Linked DNA regions of Zea mays: all the other regions are linked to region 3. The links are chromatin contacts, called in public Hi-C maps. All regions are on one chromosome and are shown on one strand. Each heading gives the region's core, a stretch centred on a gene start, on an enhancer-like site or on the middle of the called end of the contact. The rest is flanking DNA. Distances are from core to core; before and after follow the strand shown.

The links. Hi-C and Micro-C count contacts between places; a contact is called where the count stands out from the background.
Region 1: a Hi-C map of ear shows a contact between it and region 3, with 2.8 times the contacts expected there. The contact joins the promoter of LOC103651041 here to the promoter of LOC100856949 in region 3. A contact is called at or near these places in 6 of 25 Hi-C or Micro-C datasets (ear, endosperm, leaf and 2 more).
Region 2: a contact with region 3 is called in a Hi-C map of tassel, with 2.1 times the contacts expected there. The contact joins the promoter of LOC103651040 here to the promoter of LOC100856949 in region 3. A contact is called at or near these places in 5 of 25 Hi-C or Micro-C datasets (ear, endosperm, leaf and 2 more).

Annotation. Positions count from the first base shown.
Region 1 is chr3:187,021,092-187,024,572 of Zm-B73-REFERENCE-NAM-5.0, forward strand. It overlaps LOC103651041 (CCT motif family protein), which reads left to right and starts at 1,487. Exons shown (of 3, transcript XM_008676634.4): 1 at 1,487-1,974; 2 at 2,097-2,270; 3 at 2,376-3,347. The coding sequence starts at 1,543. The coding sequence ends at 2,756.
Region 2 is chr3:186,947,518-186,950,820 of Zm-B73-REFERENCE-NAM-5.0, forward strand. It overlaps LOC103651040 (protein NETWORKED 2A), which reads left to right and starts at 1,448. Exons shown (of 2, transcript XM_008676633.3): 1 at 1,448-1,970; 2 at 2,530-3,303. The coding sequence starts at 1,877.
Region 3 is chr3:187,152,417-187,155,970 of Zm-B73-REFERENCE-NAM-5.0, forward strand. LOC100856949 reads left to right here and starts at 1,581. Exons shown (of 2, transcript NM_001254835.2): 1 at 1,581-1,753. It also overlaps the pseudogene LOC128202634.

The DNA of each region.
Region 1 (3,481 bases), core at 237-2,736, 130 kb before region 3:
TTCGGATCAGTTAACCCGGAGGCGCAGTACCTCATTTGATCCCATTTCGTTTTTATATAGAAAGGGACAGTGGCATGGCATCAAGCTCCTTGGGTTTTGTTAATCGACGCATACTTAGGCCTTAGTTGGAGCATATTCGCTAGCTTGTGACAACTAATTTCCGTTCATCTAATTAAATTGCTAACTTCAGAAGGAGCTTTTTTTTTCCATCAAAGGGGTCCGAATATGTCTGCAAGAAGAGCATCTGGCTTCCAACATCACCTTGATTTCCTATATAAAAAGGACAAAACAACTTGTCGAGAGGAACTATTGCCCTATTCCTCATAATTCAGCAGTAAAATTGTGCGATTGATGCCCTCTGGTCTTGCAGACTACTCTATAGATATAACCTTATGATGAACATACTGTGATGGGTATGCTGTATGTGAACTTTTTTCTTTTTTTGAAAACACATCGTGAAAATAAAGTTACAGAGTTTGACCAAGGATAAAACTGCTCGCTCGCCGCATTGCCTTTTGGATCAATATAAGGGCATGTACAACCTAATTAATGAAGTTTTTCATGAGGAGTTCTTAGGAAGCTAAGTAGAAAATAATCAACAGAGAGTCCGTGTCTACACGGCTTTCTATACATATTTCGTCAGCTGATTGGTTGCTCGTATTGTCTCGTCCTGAGCCACCGCGCGTGTTGACTTTGTCTGAGCTTCTGTTCGATTGTATGCAGGTGGAAGATACAAGGTGCATGAGTACATGCAAAACAAGTAATTTTAAGGCCAATTACTTGCATCCGGAGGTACATCGCAAACGGTCATATGAGGCCGACCCGGCTCACACGAGTCTGCACGCCCGCGCTCAAGCATCCAATCGGGATGATTGTGTCTTGACTGAATTTATAATCTAGATGCTCAGAGTTATATCGTGTAGTCTCTTAACTGCTTCATTTCATGCACTTGAAAAACCGATCAAAGAGCTCAAGGTGTACATGCCCTGACGCTGTGGTGCCTCCCTCGACCGTCGGATTCTACATGAGCGGCTCTGCATCTTCGACGTGAGCTGCTACAAAATAGGTAAATGCTGTCCTACTTCTTTCGGTTGCATTACTATGCACGTATCTTATCGCGTGGTTCATGTTACAAGAGATCGGATGGCCCAGATTGCTCAACGGTGCTTCACACATAATTATGCCAGGAGGCATATATTTATGCTCCTACCTTCAAAATTCAAAACGGTACAATGTTGAACTGTTGAAGCCCTGATCTGACTGCACAGAGACATTCTCAGGGGTAGTACAATTATACTGCCGCGATAAGATTTTCTTTTTTGGGTCTTGTTTTGTTTTTGGAGGGGTCACCCCGCCACCTTTCAGCGCACAGCGCCCTGCACTAGCAGCAGCAGCAGCAGATTGCACAAGAATACTGTTCACGGCGAGCCTCCCCTCCCCACCCCACTTCTTTTATATGCGCACCCCTCCTCTCAAACTCGCTCTCAAAGCCCAAACCGCAGTCGGCGCAAAAGCCCCAAGGCTTTTCCACGTCCAAGAGCCATGTTCCGCCAATCCTCCCCCTCCTACAGCGACGCCCTCATGCACCACCACGCCGCGAGCTTCTCCGCCGCCGCGCTGTCCGTCACCGTCCCGGCCCAGATCCCCCGCGGCGGCGCGGCGGCCGGCGGGTACCTCGACGGCAATGTTGGCGCCTTCTCGTCGCCGCCGTCGTCCTGCTACTCGTCCTCGTTCCCGTCGTCGTACTACAACAGCATCCAGAGGAGCATCAGCTCGCACTCGCTCCCGATGCGCCTCCAGCTGGCCGACGTGTCCCTCGGCGGCAGTAGCGGCTTCTACTCGCCGTCTTCGCCGTCCACGCACCAGCTGCCTCTGCAGCCGCTCTCGTCCTCCCCGTCCTCCTCCGCCGGCGAACTCTTCGAGTTCACCTCGTCATGCCCCGTCCGCCGCGTCTTCAGCACCGGCGATCTCCAGGTACCGCGCGCGTGCATCTCAACAATTCAGACAGCTGCATGCCTGCATCGCCGATCCAAGGGGAATAATTTAAATAAAATGAAAAGGTGAAGCTCCGCTGATGTGTGCTGGGCAATGGACAGGGGATGAACGGGTCGTCGCCGCCGCGCCCGGTGCCGTCAGCCGACGGCTGCGGCCAAGAGGGTGGCGGGCCGTTCTCACCCAAGGTCGGCCGCTACAGCGCCGAGGAGAGGAAAGAGAGGATCGAGCGCTACCGTGTCAAACGGCACCAGAGAAACTTCAACAAGAAGATCACTGTAATTGATCGCATCTCCCTCCCCTACAAATGATCGATTATTTGCTCTCTTTCTCTCCGAACATCCATTATGTTCGTGTCAGCTAACGTTCGACCACACGCGCAGTACGCCTGCAGGAAGACGCTGGCGGACAGCCGCCCGCGGGTGAAGGGCCGGTTCGCGAGGAACGGCGAGACCGACACGGAGGCCGAGGAACGCGAGGCGTCCGACAACAGCTACGGCTACGACTACGGCTGCGGCCACAACGAGCTGAGCAACGGCAACGGCAACACCACCTACAGCGCGGGCAGCTGCTACGACGGCCACAACAGCAATAGGCTCAACGGCGACAATGGCGAGTGGTGGTGGCGGGCGCCGGTCGCCGCCGCGGTCGCGGCCGCGGCCGACGACGAGGCGCAGCGGCAGCGGCAGATCGTCGGCTTCGACGAGGACGAGGAGCTCTGGGCGTCGCTCGGCGACATGCTGTCGGTGAACCTGGCCTCGTAGGCCGATCGCCTGCTGCCTGCTGGCCAGTCACCCAGTCACTGGCCGAGCAGCGCGCCAGGGGCCATGGGACGCGGACGAACGCGACGTGGCGTTGGTGGCCGGTGGGGTCCGGTGCACGCGCGAGCACTCAGGCAGGCCCGCTCGATCGGCGGGGGCGCCGGTGCGCGGCGCAGTGCGGTGTGGTGAAGAGGTCTGCATGGTCGGCGTCGTTGACCTTCCCTCGTGTATGATTGATTGCCTTGTAAACTTTTAGCCAGAAACATGATGAATCAACAAAAAAGAAGAAGTTTCAAAAACATCTCTCCGTCGTGTAATATCATGTGACGCTGATAGCAGCCTGCGCTCCGTGAGTACCGTGTGACTTCCACCACAAAGCTGCTTCAATATTAGCCTGACTGCCTGAGCATTAACCTTGGTGTGCCTGCTCTGCACCAGACAGTACAAGAGCTAATACGAGCTCCCGTGACAGTTTTTTGCTAGTCTTTCTCGCGCTCGCGCTCAATTTGCAGGTGCTAGCTAGCTTTCGTTGTGCCTGTCCACTGGCAGGCACTTTCACTCTTTCAGACTTGAAATGGAGCATATCATATGATCCGTCAGTGACAGGACTATGACAACTCGTGGCATGGTAGTTTGCTCACTTGGCCTACCTCCGGGTTAAGGCGGGAAAAAATTCTCTACATCCACCATCTGAAGTCTCATAAAAACATATTATAATTTACAACTTA
Region 2 (3,303 bases), core at 198-2,697, 210 kb before region 3:
CTCTTACTAGTCGTACACAAGTCGATGGGAGCTTGATCTCCAATGGAAGCAAGAGGGAAGAATAAACACACACAAGAGCATAATCACACCACTAAAAGATCAGAGAACGCAAGCGCAAAACCAAAGCAGAGCTCTCTCTCACGAATATTGGCACTTGGATCACTTTGGCATGTATCACTGCTTGGAATGAAAGTCTATGCTCTTGAGTGAATTAGTGTGTTGAGGGGGCTGATTTGAGGGTCTGTTTATAGCCCCAAACCCCCAAAGAGCTGTTGGTAAAACATGCAAAAAAACTACTTTACGTGGGCGCTCTACACCGGTCTGGTGCACCACCGGGCCAGGTATAGTAGCCCCAACCCTAAGATCCTGATTGTCGCCTTCCAAACTTAGGTGGCACGGACTACCTGCCACATCTGCTAGCCATTGTGTCACCCATTGGAGCCGTGGTAGTTGTTGCACCTGCGAGGTCCGCTGCACACCGGACTAGGCTAGTGTGTCATTTTTAGTTTTTCTTGAGAGCAACCCTTCACTGGTAAGGAGATCCGGCTGCCAAGCCCTTCTTTTGGTGTCTCTTGTAAAGTGGTCTGGTGCATCTGGACCTGAAGTTCGGTGGGTCTGGCCACCGAGTTTTTCTTCTGGCGCCTCTAGTAAAGTGGTTTGGTGCATCCCATAAAACTATACTTAGCTATTCTTCTGTTTTTTCTTCAAAATGTTTTTCACTTATTCTTAGTGACAATTCAACTATGTCTAAGTCTTGTACTTAATTCGGTTCTCCAACTTAATTCTTGTTTATCTGAGTTTAATTCCTATATATACACATTTAGCAAACATGTTAGTCCATATTTGTTGTGTTGATCATTAATCATTAAACATTTAGAGAAATGGCACAAGTCACATTTCCCTTTCAGAGCTTGTTCGGTTATTTTCAATCCATATGGATTGGATGGGATTGATATGAATTGAGAGGGATTTTGACTTACTAGGGATTAAAACCCCCTCAATCCCCCTTAATTTATATGGATTGGGGTAGAACCGAACAAGCTCTCAATGGTTCATACACCACAACTTGACGAAATAAACTAAGATTATTAAAAAAAGAAAACAAGTACACATTTAGACTTGCTAACCGCTAAATGGAACAAAAAAAGTAAGAACTGAAAAAATGTTGGCAAAAGAAAAAAAAATGTGACGTCAAAACATCCTAGAACGAAAAAATGCTAATAAAAGAAACAGTGCCCATGAAAAACAAAGAAAGAGCAAAATTGTCATTTTCTCTCAAAGTTAACACAACATGTTCAAACTAACGGAAATGTCAGTTAGAGAAGTTTTTTTTGAAAGTGGATAAATAGGGGAGATTTGAACTTTGTATGCTAAACAGGGAAGAAGTTTTTAATGTCAAATTCGAGATTTTCTCGTCGTACCCCAGTGACTGACTTTCGTTGAAGCAAACAAATGAACAATGCCAATCGCATGCAAGACACGCACCGAAGATAGGAGATAACGAGAGCGCTAGGCCACCAGTTTTCCCATGGACCACCTACTATTTTCGTTGTGCCAGACCGCCCAGCCACACGGCCACACCCACCCCCGCGCGCGGCGGGCGGCCACCCGCATCGGCGGACCTGCCCCGTGAGTCCGTGACCCTCCTATCTTGGCATGCCTTTCTCAATGTTTACCGCCTCGCCTCTTCTCGTCCCGGGGCCCTGCCGGCCCCGCTCCAACCCCCAAGCTCGTGGCAAGCGCCGCGCAACTGCGCAAGTAGCGATGGCAGTAGTAGACACGCTAGGGGAAGGTTTGGACGAATAGAAGCTAGAGGCGAAGGGCGAGGAGGAGAAGCACGAGATAAGGAAATTGACGACGGAGGGAGCAGACCGCGATGCTGCGGCGCGTGGCGAGCAACGCCTACTCATGGTGGTGGGCGAGCCACATCCGCAACACGCAGTCCAAATGGCTCGACAACAATCTTCAAGGTAATATTTTGCCTACCACGATGTTTAAGAATAAATCATCAACATAACACGAAGACATGAGAAATCATGACTTCCAACCTTTTAAGGCTATATATTAATTGGAGTGTTATATTTGATTTTTTGATAATATAATACCACATTTATTATGAAATTGAAATGAATGGAAATAGTTTTTATCACCATGAAACTATACTATGTCAACTCATTTTCAATACATTGAAAAATGCATGAAACCATTATGGAGAGCAATTTGTTTTATCTTCATTTATTTTATATATTGGTCATTTAGATGCAACATTTAATTGACATGGTAGCCGATAAAACCGTAAAGCGAAATTTTGTATTGAGACTACGTTTCATTCTTTATTTAATCTCACTTTTGCTTATTAAGAATAGCCTAACATTGAAGTAGGAGCACATCGCTAGAAGTACTGCCTCGTTTTCTCGCGCGACAAATTTTCTCAATAAGCATAAAACGACGTAGCATTTTCTAATACCATGATACGATTACACAATATTTTTATCACAATTTTTTGATGTATTTTTGTTGTCTTTGTAGAGATGGAAATGAGGGTGAAGTCCATGATCAAACTCATAGAAATAAATGCTGACACTTTCGCAAAGAAGGCAGAGCTGTACTTCAAGAACAGGCCTGAGCTGGCAAACCTTGTTGAGGAGACGTATAGATCTTACCAGGCGCTCGCTGATCGATGTGATCGGATATCAGGAGAGCTCCACAAGTCAAATCATACCATAACAACTGTGTTTCCAGAACAAGTACAACTCTCACTGCAAAATGACAATGGCGACGGATTCCCAAGGGGTATCACAGGGATCAATATCATCAGAGGAACTAGCCCAGCTTCAAAGAGGACACAGACGCATAGGAGGATTACCTCTCAGATGAGTAAAGAAAAGGCACAAGAAGAGATTGAGAGGCTCCAGAAGGAGATTTTGGTGTTACAGACCGAGAAAGAGTTCTTCAAGTGCTCATATGAATCTTCACTAGATAAGTACTTAGATATTGAACGAAGGGCAACAGAGACACAAGAGGAGGTATGGAGCTTGCAAGAGACTTTTAATACCAACACAGTTATCGAAGACAATGAAGCTCGAGCTTTGATGGCTGCACGTGCCCTCATTTCATGTGAGGATACATTGATTAACTTGCAAGATCAGCAAAATCGATCATGTCAAGAGGCAACAACAGAGTTCCAACGAGTCATAGACACTAAAAAGAAGCTAAAAGCTTTCAAGAGTGAGTGTGGGCACTCTGAGAACCAAAAGGAGCTAAGTGATCAACAACATATAGTGACCAGCTCTGCACATCCAT
Region 3 (3,554 bases), core at 331-2,830:
AATGTAATGGACCGTCTAATGAACATTTTCAGATGTTTTTTATTTCAATAGTAACTATTGGTCAGTGACTTCTTTAAAACTATCTGTGTTGTACTTGAAGCATCTTCTACTCCGCAGCTAAGCTTGGAAGAGTTACAGTCTCATATAAAATAGGTAATTTTGTACTAATTGTTTTTTATTTTCCAAAAGGTGTGCCACTTGCATTAGTATTTTTCCAGTGCAGACGATTAAAAACTACTGTTTTACATCACCTCTCTATCATAGGAATAGTTTACTACCCTAATGCTTATTCTATTAACATTGACAAAAAGATATATCACTTGAAGACAGGTATGTATTTCAATCTTCTAGATTTATATTTCTTTCTTTACATATATAAAATAGGTAAGTTTGTACCATTTGTTTTCTTTTTAAAAAGAGAAAAGGTACGACACTTACGTTAGTATTTTTCCCATCCGAAAACTATTGTTTCCCGTCACTTCTCTGTCATAGGAAGTGTTTCCCGTCATAGGAAGAATTTACTGTCCTAATGCTCATCCTGTTGGCTCTGACAAAAAAATATCTCACTTTAAAATAGGTACATATTTCAATCTTAATTCTAGCCTTATGTTTGGCTCTTTACATAGTGGTTTCATTTTTTCTCCCCTTGCTCTCATCATATGAACATTTTTACTCCATTGATTGTTCTATTTACTTTAAAATCGTGCCATAAAATATATGTTTTACTATTAAAAAATTATATCCCTTCACTTATGTATTAGTTATAGAATTACAATTATTTTTTATTTTCCTAAAAGTTTAGAAATGTTTTAGGCGAACCATGGATCTTTATGTTTGTGATAATGTGTGTATCTATCCGGCTACACTATTCAAGTCTCTTGCCATTAAGTGTTTATAAAATATGTTGCGTTGTTCTTACCTTGATATGTGGTAAGGTCTTCTTACCTCTTGATTATCTATGTATGCCTTAATTCATATACTCCGAAATAATCTTTACTGTTAGCTATGAACAGTGGCGGAGGAGCCATTATGGCTTAGACGCTTAGTATGGCACCAGCCATACCTAAATTTTTAAGATGTTTATCTTTTTTTATTATGAACAAAGAAGAAAGTGTGTTGTCGTGGATGTGCTGGTTTGATTCAAGTGGCATGTCCTGAGTTCAATTTACATTTCCTGCATTCTCTATTTTTTCAACCATACCTCATTTTTTATTTGTCCTCCGCTATTGGCTATGAATTTTTTATCAAAACTATCTTCAAGTGCAAGTGCATCTAACATCAATTCATTCAAACATTTTGTTAAAGAAGAAAATGACGTCTAATCTTCTCTTTATGTACATCGCGCGCAGGACGCGCGTCATACACTAGTTATAGATTTAGTACGTGTTATATGCCGGTTATGTCCACCGCCGATTTTTACACTAATCTTTGAAAAACTGCAGCGGCAGCAAGGTTTCTTTTTTATTTTTATTTTTCGAATTTTCTCGTATGTGTATGCGATGTAGATTTATGACTTATGGTCGTTCAAGTTAAATAGCTTGCGTTTATATTTATAACTCACGGTTATAATTCGTGTTTAAATATGATAGTATTCCTAGTCTAACGCACTCGACCTGCCTTGCTGTTTCGTCTGCCGCTCACCTGGCGTGCGGCCGCTGGACAACAGGACAACCGCCGACGCCGAAACCCTAGGCCCTACGCCAGTTTTCCAGGCCTTCGACGGTTCTTCCCTGGCCTTCGTCGCGTTCGCCAGGTATGTTCATCCTTTCTCTCCAGTTCTCGCTAGGCACCCGAACCTTAACTAAGTTATTTGGCTATTAGTATTCAGATCTTATCTAGTAACAAGTGTATACTTGCCTAGCAACGGAATGACGAGTAGAAGATAGATTACTCCTTCCTTCAACTACCGTGAAGGGATCGTTTATCTCCAGACATTTTCTTCTCGGTTCCTCCCATCTGCTGCACTGACTTCTGCTTGAGATCTTTCTGAACTGGGTTTTAATTGTTTCCTTACCTTGCTGGTAAGGAAACCCTAGTTTGCTTGAGTGGATTGCTCCAATGAGATTGAGTTTTTATTTACTGTGACTTGAGCAACTATTAGTGGACTCCATTGATGGGATTGATAAGCCAATCAAATCCTTTCGGGTTTTTCCCATGTTTGTTTGGGGGGGGGGGGGGGGGGGGGGGGGGCACGAATAAAAAAAAGGGTGTGTACCTAGTGTTGTAGGCTTCCCGCACTTTGCGGGGTTTTGTGGGTCTGGGGAAGGGTATTTTAAGTGCCAAGCTTACCCACATAATATGAAGAGGTTGTGGCTCGAACCTGGGACCTTCCGGTTACAAACGCTAGGCTTTACCGCTGCCAGGTCCGCCCTTCTTGTTTGGGGGCACGAATGGCAGTATAATTTCTTGGTGATTGGGGGCACAATGCCCGGGTGTACGATGTTCATATGTATGTACCATAGAATTCAGGATCCTCATATTTCAATATTTATTTAATGGATTGTTGTTTACTACACCTTAACCTACCTGTGGGCAGAGATGATGTTGAAGCTTGGTATTATATTGACATGACATTGTCTCTGTCAGTTCAACTAAAGATTCAAACTGAACTTAAGATCTGAAGTGATCTGTTCACAGTGGTCACTCTAAGCTCTGACTCTTTTAGATCTATAGCACTGAGCCACTGAGCTGTCATGGACCTGATTTCTACAGTTACCAGTTGTACTAGTGTAATAGCTTGTCCAGTCAGTTTCTTCTGAAACAGCGCTACATTTTGGTGAGGGATGTGGACTGTAAAATGGTATCATCATTAAGAATGCTGGTTGCAGTGGGTGCTTGTCATCAGACCATGGGCAACTGCTGGACTGGTATCGTGTTTTGGTAGCACAGTTCCTGAATCCTGTTGTGTCATATTTACTTGTTTGATTGACATAAGCCTACAGAGAAAATGATGGAATTTTATCTAACTCATTATTTGTATTAAATAGCTTATTTGTTTGATTGGAGAATGCACAGAAGAGCATGTTCAACCCACCATGTACTTGCATGTTCAATGTGGGCATCAGGGGAATGACGAGTAGAAGATAGATTGCTCCTTCCTTCAACTACCGTGAAGGGATCGTTTATCTCCAGACATTTTCTTCTCGGTTCCTCTCATCTGCTGCACTGACTTCTGCTTGAGATCTTTCTGAACTGGGTTTTAATTGTTTCCTTACCTTGCTGGTAAGGAAACCCTAGTTTGCTTGAGTGGATTGCTCCAATGAGATTGAGTTTTTATTTGCTGTGACTTGAGCAGCTATTAGTGGACTCCATTGATGGGATTGATAAGCCAATCAAATCCTTTCGGGTTTTTTCCATGTTTGTTTTGGGGGGGGGGGGGCACGAATAAAAAAAAAGGTGTGCACCTAGTGTTGTAGGCTTCCCGCACTTTGCGGGGTTTTGTGGGTCTGGGGAAGGGTATCTTTAAGTGCCAAGCTTACCCACATAATACGAAGAGGTTGTGGCTCGAACCTGGGACCTTCCGGTTACAAACGGTAGGCTCTACCGCTGCCAGG